Regions from separate parts of the Mus musculus genome. Here region 1 is linked to region 2. The links are chromatin contacts, called in public promoter capture Hi-C maps. All regions are on one chromosome and are shown on one strand. The core of a region is the stretch at or near the end of the contact, and the rest is flanking DNA. Distances in the headings are between cores, read along the strand shown.

Region 1 (3,213 bases), core at 186-2,685, 130 kb after region 2:
TGGCATGAGTAGAAAGTAATGGAGGATAACTTACAACCTCAACTCCAGGCCTCCACATGCATGAACACGTATCTACATATATGTGTTCACATGTATGCAAACATACAAACACATATGCAGATGGAAAAAATGGTTAGTATAAAAATGGATGGTAGCATTTCATGGGAAAATATATTTAACATGATATGACATGAAATCAAAATGATATGCAATGTGTACATAGCTTGATTTTCGATGTAAAGACATGTAAATTGATAACTAGAAAGAGAGGGATTGTTGTTTTAAGGATTGCGACAGCAGTGATTTTCCTTTGTTTTAAAACTTCCGATAGGTTCTCCAGTGTTGCTGTTATTTACTTGGGTAGTTGAAAAAAAAGTTAGTCAGTGCTTCTGACAGGCAGAAACAAGTCAGTGTGCCCAATAAATAGTTGGGTAGAAACAAGTCAGTGTGCCCAATAAATAGTTGGGCAGAAACAAGTCAGTGTGCCCAATAAATAGTTGCCGTCTTCATTGGTATGTTATGGGGATCATAGTTGTCTGAGCCTGGGAAACAGCTTATGGTTACATTGTTTGGGCGAAATGCTTCCGGTTCTTGGTGTTCTGCGATTGAGCTGTTAAGGGTGTGTAAATCACCCCAAGCAAATATTCAACCCTGCAAACGTTACAGACCCTGGTAAGAGCCGGGCATGGTGGCCAGGCCTTTAATCCTAGCAGTTGGCAGAGGCAGGAGGCTCTATGTGGTGGGGTCTATACTAAAAGCCTGGGGGGCTAGCCAGGGCTACATAGTGAGACCTAGTGTCCCAAACGAAAATCAAAACAAAATCAAAGATCCCGGTGACAAGGAAGCCAGTAATAGAAAAATAAGAATGAAAACATCACAATTAGATGTAATTTATAATACTTTAAAGTTGGTGAATTAAGTTGAACTATACGAACTGTTCGGCTTTAACCACTTATAATTTATTTTTTAAAAAAAGCAATTTATATAGTTCAACCTAGGTGTGCCTTGGCTGCACATTAAAAAATAAATAAATAAAGGAAAATTTATATGTTCAACCTAACAATTCACTCTCTGGTATTACTCTGAATCGAGTCGTTCCTAGTCTATCAGACTAAGAACCAAAGTCCTTTCTGCTGTCTCCTTTGCTAGGAAAGCCCAAAAGGAAGAACATGGCGCGCAGGCCGGGCCGGCATCTGCGCCTGCGCCTGGGTCTGCGCCGACTCAAGGAAGCCCCTTCCGCTCCATCAATGTCCCTGAAGCCGGTCTCCCCAGTGACGACTTCACCAACATGTTGCCTTCTCAGAACTATGAAAAAGGTACAGCTCATAAACCTTGGGGGATTAACCATACATCGTTCTCCCTGATTCCTAGGGCTTGAGTAAAAGTGGGAAGCACTCACATCCTCGTCGGAAGAAAGTATGTTTGCTCTACCGCTCAGCACGGGGCTGGTTTCTACGCTTTAGAAGGCATCTGATGACCCCACGGTTCCCGAGAGACTGCCCAGTTCTAATGTTTGATCTTTGTGGAAAATACTAATTTTGACATTGCTTCTAAGTGTCAATTAGATTAAAAATAATTTAGTGTACTCAATATTATACTAACCATAAGAGAACTGGATTTTCAAAAAGTCACTCTAAATAGTTATCTATGGTACCGTCACGAGCCACCCATGTTCCCCGGAGAGCCAGGCTGGTGCTATCTGTGAGCTGAGACAGTTGCCAACCACATCCTGAGTGTACAGATGCGGCACGATGGTGTGTTGGCAGAACCAAAGGAGGATTCAAGGGCTGTGATTCTGGACCTGTGTTAGAATCAGGAAAAAAAATAAACAAAACAAAACAAATTTTGCTACATCATTATATTTTCAAGAGTGTCCAACAAAGAACCTACGCACAGAAAAATGAACGAATGTAGAAATTACTATAGTTTGTGTCTCTCTCTTCTCCCCCCCTTACCCCCTTTCCCTCTCTCCCTCCCCCTCCTTGTTTTAGTCATGTATAGAAACTCCTCAAACGGTAGTCTAAATGATTTTTCCATCAAGGGTAAACAGCTCAATGGCAGGGTTGCTGATTCTCCATCCTCGAAGCTCAGGATTTTACTGATTCAGAGACAGTTACGTGTGTTATGAATAACTGGGCGTAAAATTCTAAGGCGAGTGGCTTTTACTTGGTGAACTTCTGAGCCCAGGCTTACTTGGCTATTGGCCATTTGCCTATACATGGGAGCAGGTCTTTTAGCCCCTGTGTGTGCAGTCTGTGGACAGTGGCTTGATTGTCTGGGAGGGGCTCCACTGGTGGCCTTTTTCCTTCATGTACATTATGAAGAGCAAGATGAATCAAGATGGCCATGAAGGTGAAGAGCCCAAGATGGGCTCAGGGTAGAGGTCAGATAAGTACCAGGTCTGGGGCATCTGTGTGTATTTACTAGACAGACTTTTAAAAATTAGATTTACAAAGCATATTTGTGCATCTTCACACAATGGGTGACAGACCTCTTAGGCTGGAATACATCCATGGGATTTTTTTTTTTTTAATTCACTGACAACAACTAACCCAGATGATTGCAGTGCCCACATGCATTTCCTTATTTAAAATGTTTTACTTATTATTGTTAGTTTGTATGGGTGTATGTGTATGGTGTGTGTGTGTGTGACTTCAAGTGAGTGTGTGTCACAGCTTGGGTATGGAAGTTAGCATCTTTAAACTGTGGGTCCTTTCTTTCCAGCATGAATTTCAGATCAAATTCAAATTGTCAGCCTTTTACAGTAGCAACTTTCTCTGCTGAGCTGTGTCACCGGCTGGATTTAAGTGATCTGCTCCTGACAACCTCTCCTTCCCGCCCTGTGAGAGAGACATAGTCATAGCTTGTTCTACCATGCTGCTGTAAAAAATTTGAAATGTTGCCTTTGTTATGACATCGCGCATATACTTGGTGGTAGCTCATATTAAAATTCAGGTTAAAGGATCAAACCTTCAAAAATGTTGGTTTATCCTTTTTTAATGGCACAATGGTGTGAGTCTTGTGTGTTACCTCAAATTCAGTAGCTCTAAGCAGCAACCATTCGGTACCTAGGCTTCTCTGAGCTAGGAGTCTGTGCATAGTTGACCTGGTTACCACTCATTTGAGGTCTCTCCAGAGGTAGGTTTTCATTGAGCTGCTGGCCAAACCTATTATGCCACATGTGAAGGCTGTACTCAGAGGACATTTTATTCC
Region 2 (3,446 bases), core at 675-3,174:
ATTTTTTTGTTTCCTTCTGTGTGTGTGTAGGGCAACCTCAGGTGTCATTTTCAGGAAATACACCCACATTCTTTGAGACAGTGTCTCTTTGGTTCAGGATTTTACAATTAGACTAGTGAGCCCCACGGGTCCTTCTGATTCCACTTCCCAGCCATGAAATTGCAAATGAGCCATACCGGGCTTTTTTTTTTTTTTTTAATGGAGCCATTCCTAGCATTCATCAATATAATCTTGATGACTACTAAGCATATACATAAAGAAGAGACATTTCAATTGGCTGGTACTAATTGAGTGAATTAGAAAAGCTAGAAGCCGGGTGATGGTGGCGCACACCTTTAATCCCAGCACTTGGAAGGCAGAGGCAGGCAGATTTCTGAGTTCGAGGCCAGCCTGGTCTACAGAGTGAGTTCCAGGACAGCCAGGGCTACACAGAGAAACCCTGTCTCGAATTTAAAAAAAAAAAAAAAAAGCTAGAATAGTTTAAATATCTTGTATCTAGTTGCAACTGATTTTTAAATTTTTTTAATTTTTTTTTTTTTTTTTTTTTTGTAGCAGGGCTGGCCTAGAACTCACTATGTAGACTAATTGATCCCAAACTCCCTGCCTACCTCTGCTTTCCACAAGCTTGGATTAAAGTCCTATGCACCACATGTGGCCCAAATGCAACTTAAATTTCTGATAATTTGGACAGAGTAGGGACATGTCCTTGTTTCAAAAGGGGAAGAAAACATAAGCCAAACAGGTTTGCAGTAAAGAATGAAACTTAAAATGCAACTGAACAGTTGTCACAAATCAGTTGTAGATTTTTATTCTGTAGTTTTAAAGGTCAAACATTTTCTCCCACACTCTTAATAACTTGGAATTTACATTAGCTCTTGTAGCTTTATAGAGGGTTTTAACTGATAAACTCTAACTTAATCCATGAAATCTCATTAATATGAAGTCAATCATTCAATAAATGAAGGTTTTGGGAAGGATTATTTGATATGGAATTTCAAGTAGTAATTTTAAAAAACCGATTCATATTTAATGTTTCTGCTGCTTGGCTTGACAATCTTTTTTTTTTTTTTTTTTTTTTTTTTGAGACAGGGTTTCTCTGTGTAGCTCAGGCTGTCCTGGAACTCACTTTATAGACCAGGCTGGCCTCGAACTCAGAAATTCGCCTGCCTCTGCCTCCCGAGTGCTGGGATTAAAGGCGTGCGCCACCACGCCCACCTCTGGCTTGACAATTTTATAGCTCAGTTTTTGTTCATCGCCCTTGGTGGGTTTTTTTGTTGTAGTTGTTGTCTTGGCGGGGGAGAGGGTTGTTTTTTTCTCTTTTCAGTATAGGCAGAATCTTAGCATTTACTGCCTTGCACCACTTTTCAGTATCACAGTCTCGAAGATTCTGCAGTATGTCAGAGCCCAGTCAGCTACGTGCCCAGAAATCTGAAGCAGAAACAACATAATCCAGTGCTGCTTGGGAGGCAGAGGCAGGCGAAGTCTACAGAGTGAGTTCCAGGACAGCTAGGGCTACACAGAGAAACCCTGTCTCGAAAAAAAAAAAAAAAAAAAAATCCAGTGCTGATCTTCCCAACTTCACCACTGTTCTTGAGATTTACTGAGAACACGTCCCCAAAGGTGCACGCATTTTAACCGGCTCCAAAACGAGCTAGACCAGAATTCATGCCATTCACCTCGGCTTTTAGAGCCTTAAGGTTTACCCAGAGAGCTTTGTGTTGAATTCAGGGCAAAATCGCATTTTCATACCCCACTTAAAAAGCTTTGAGGTACGAACATTTTCCTCTTACAAAGATTTCTTGAGACGTTCACGGTGGCCAGGAGAACTCAAGTTCCCTTGGACACAACCTGCAGTGCAAGAACGGAGGCAAAGGACTACAGGATGGAGGATTCTGGGGGAAGGAAATGACGTCAGGAGCAAAGCATGCTGGGCTCAGGCGGGCCGACTCAAGCCCGCTCGGCGGCGTGTGAGCTAAGTAGAAATATAGCCAGGGTCTCTGCGGCGTTTCCCTGAGTCGTGCAGAGTTCTGGGTATGGCGGCCTCTGGACAGGACCTGGTGTTGGAGCTCTAGAGCTTCGCTAACGGGTCCTCAGCGCTTTACGAGAAAATTGGCGCAAAGCCCGTGGAGAGTCATCTAGAAAGAGTAGGTGGGAATCCGAGAACTCCGCATCAGTTATGTCTGTCAGGGGTTTAGGGCGAAATCCTTTTATCTAAGGAAAGCGGAACGGAAGTGGCTGCTTCTTCTTTTTTCTAAAAAAGATTTCTTTATTGTATATGAGCACACCACTGCTTTCTTCAGACACACCAGAAGAGGACATCGGATTCCATTACCGATGGTTTTGAGCTACCATGTGGTTGCTGGGAATTGACCTCCCAGTCGGTGCTCTTAACCGCTGAGCCATCTCTCCAGCCCCGAAGAGTTTGAGTTATCTACGGGCCAGGTTCAAAGCCAGGTTGAAAGCGGTATCCGGAATTGGGAGCAGAGGGTGGGACTAGACATGCCACAGGAGTTTTAAGAATTGTACCTGTGGCCATTCACTATTACCATCAGTCTGAATTATAAATACCCCTTCCCAGATATACTAAACAAAACATTCTCAAGAATTCTCCAAAGATAGTATCAGTTTCTTATACCCCAGATGGGCGTTTTGCTTGTTCTTCTGAGATCTGAGACGGCACACTATGTTACCAGGCTGGTCTCAGCACTACTAGTAGGTAGGGACTGTAGGTGTGAGTTAAGACTGGCTCTATGTATCAGTGCTTACTTGCATTAAGAAACTCGTTATTTTCAGGCAAATTACAGACTGCCTACAGAATGGCGATCATTAAGACATTTGCTTGGGCTGGTGAGATGGCTCAGTGGGTAAGAGCACTGACTGCTATTCCAAAGGTTCAGAGTTCAAATCCCAGCAACCACATGGTGGCTCACAACCATCCGTAAAAAGATCTGACTCCCTCTTCTGGATTGTCTGAAGACAGCTACAGTGTACTTACATATAATAAATAAATGAATCTTTAAAAATATTTTTAAAAAAAGACATTTGCTTGTGTGGAATATCCATAGTGATTAACCCAAATTGATAATGGTTCTAGATCTGGGCAACTGGTAACCATGAGCGAATGGATGAAGAAAAGCCCCTTAGAATGGGAAGATTACGTTTATAAAGAAGTGAGAGTGATAGCCTGTGAGAAGGAGTATAAAGGATGGCTTCTAACCACAGATCCAGTCTCTGCCAAGTGAGTATGCAACTTAATTTTGTGAAATGACAATCCTATGTACTGGCCCCGGATATCCAAGCTGAGAAGGCAGATCAATCAAAGACTGGTCATTCACACATAATAATTGCTTTTGAGCCTAACTGCTGCTGTTTTAACTATGGGATGCTGTAGCAAACTAAACATAGTTATAGGAATAGAAAAGAGAAATTCTCCCCTCTTCTAATTC

The links. Promoter capture Hi-C pulls out the DNA fragments that hold promoters and counts their contacts.
Region 1: a contact with region 2 is called in a promoter capture Hi-C map of pre-B cells, with 1.6 times the contacts expected there. The contact joins the enhancer-like site here to the promoter of Gemin6 in region 2. A contact is called at or near these places in 4 of 39 promoter capture datasets (the 3T3-L1 cell line, the C10 cell line and pre-B cells), 1 of 15 datasets of contacts at CTCF or cohesin (CD8 T cells), 10 of 484 Hi-C or Micro-C datasets (CD8 T cells, the CH12 cell line, the HL-1 cell line and 5 more), 2 of 115 datasets of contacts at active chromatin or transcription factors (bone marrow-derived macrophages and embryonic stem cells) and 3 of 9 other capture datasets (adipose tissue, liver and pancreatic islet).

The regions. Positions count from the first base shown.
Region 1 is chr17:80,348,271-80,351,483 of GRCm38.p6, forward strand. Arhgef33 (Rho guanine nucleotide exchange factor (GEF) 33) reads left to right here. Exons shown (of 18, transcript NM_001145452.1): 6 at 1,150-1,316. Among named protein-coding and RNA genes, the nearest start is that of Gm10190, 24 kb to the right of the region's middle. Within about 2 kb of position 1,436, at least 15 of the 459 cell types and tissues checked have an H3K27ac peak or open chromatin away from gene starts, as enhancers often do. A contact at or near this core is called in pre-B cells, where this site is marked.
Region 2 is chr17:80,222,527-80,225,972 of GRCm38.p6, forward strand. Gemin6 (gem nuclear organelle associated protein 6) reads left to right here and starts at 1,925. Exons shown (of 3, transcript NM_026053.4): 1 at 1,925-2,144; 2 at 3,095-3,238. The coding sequence starts at 3,114.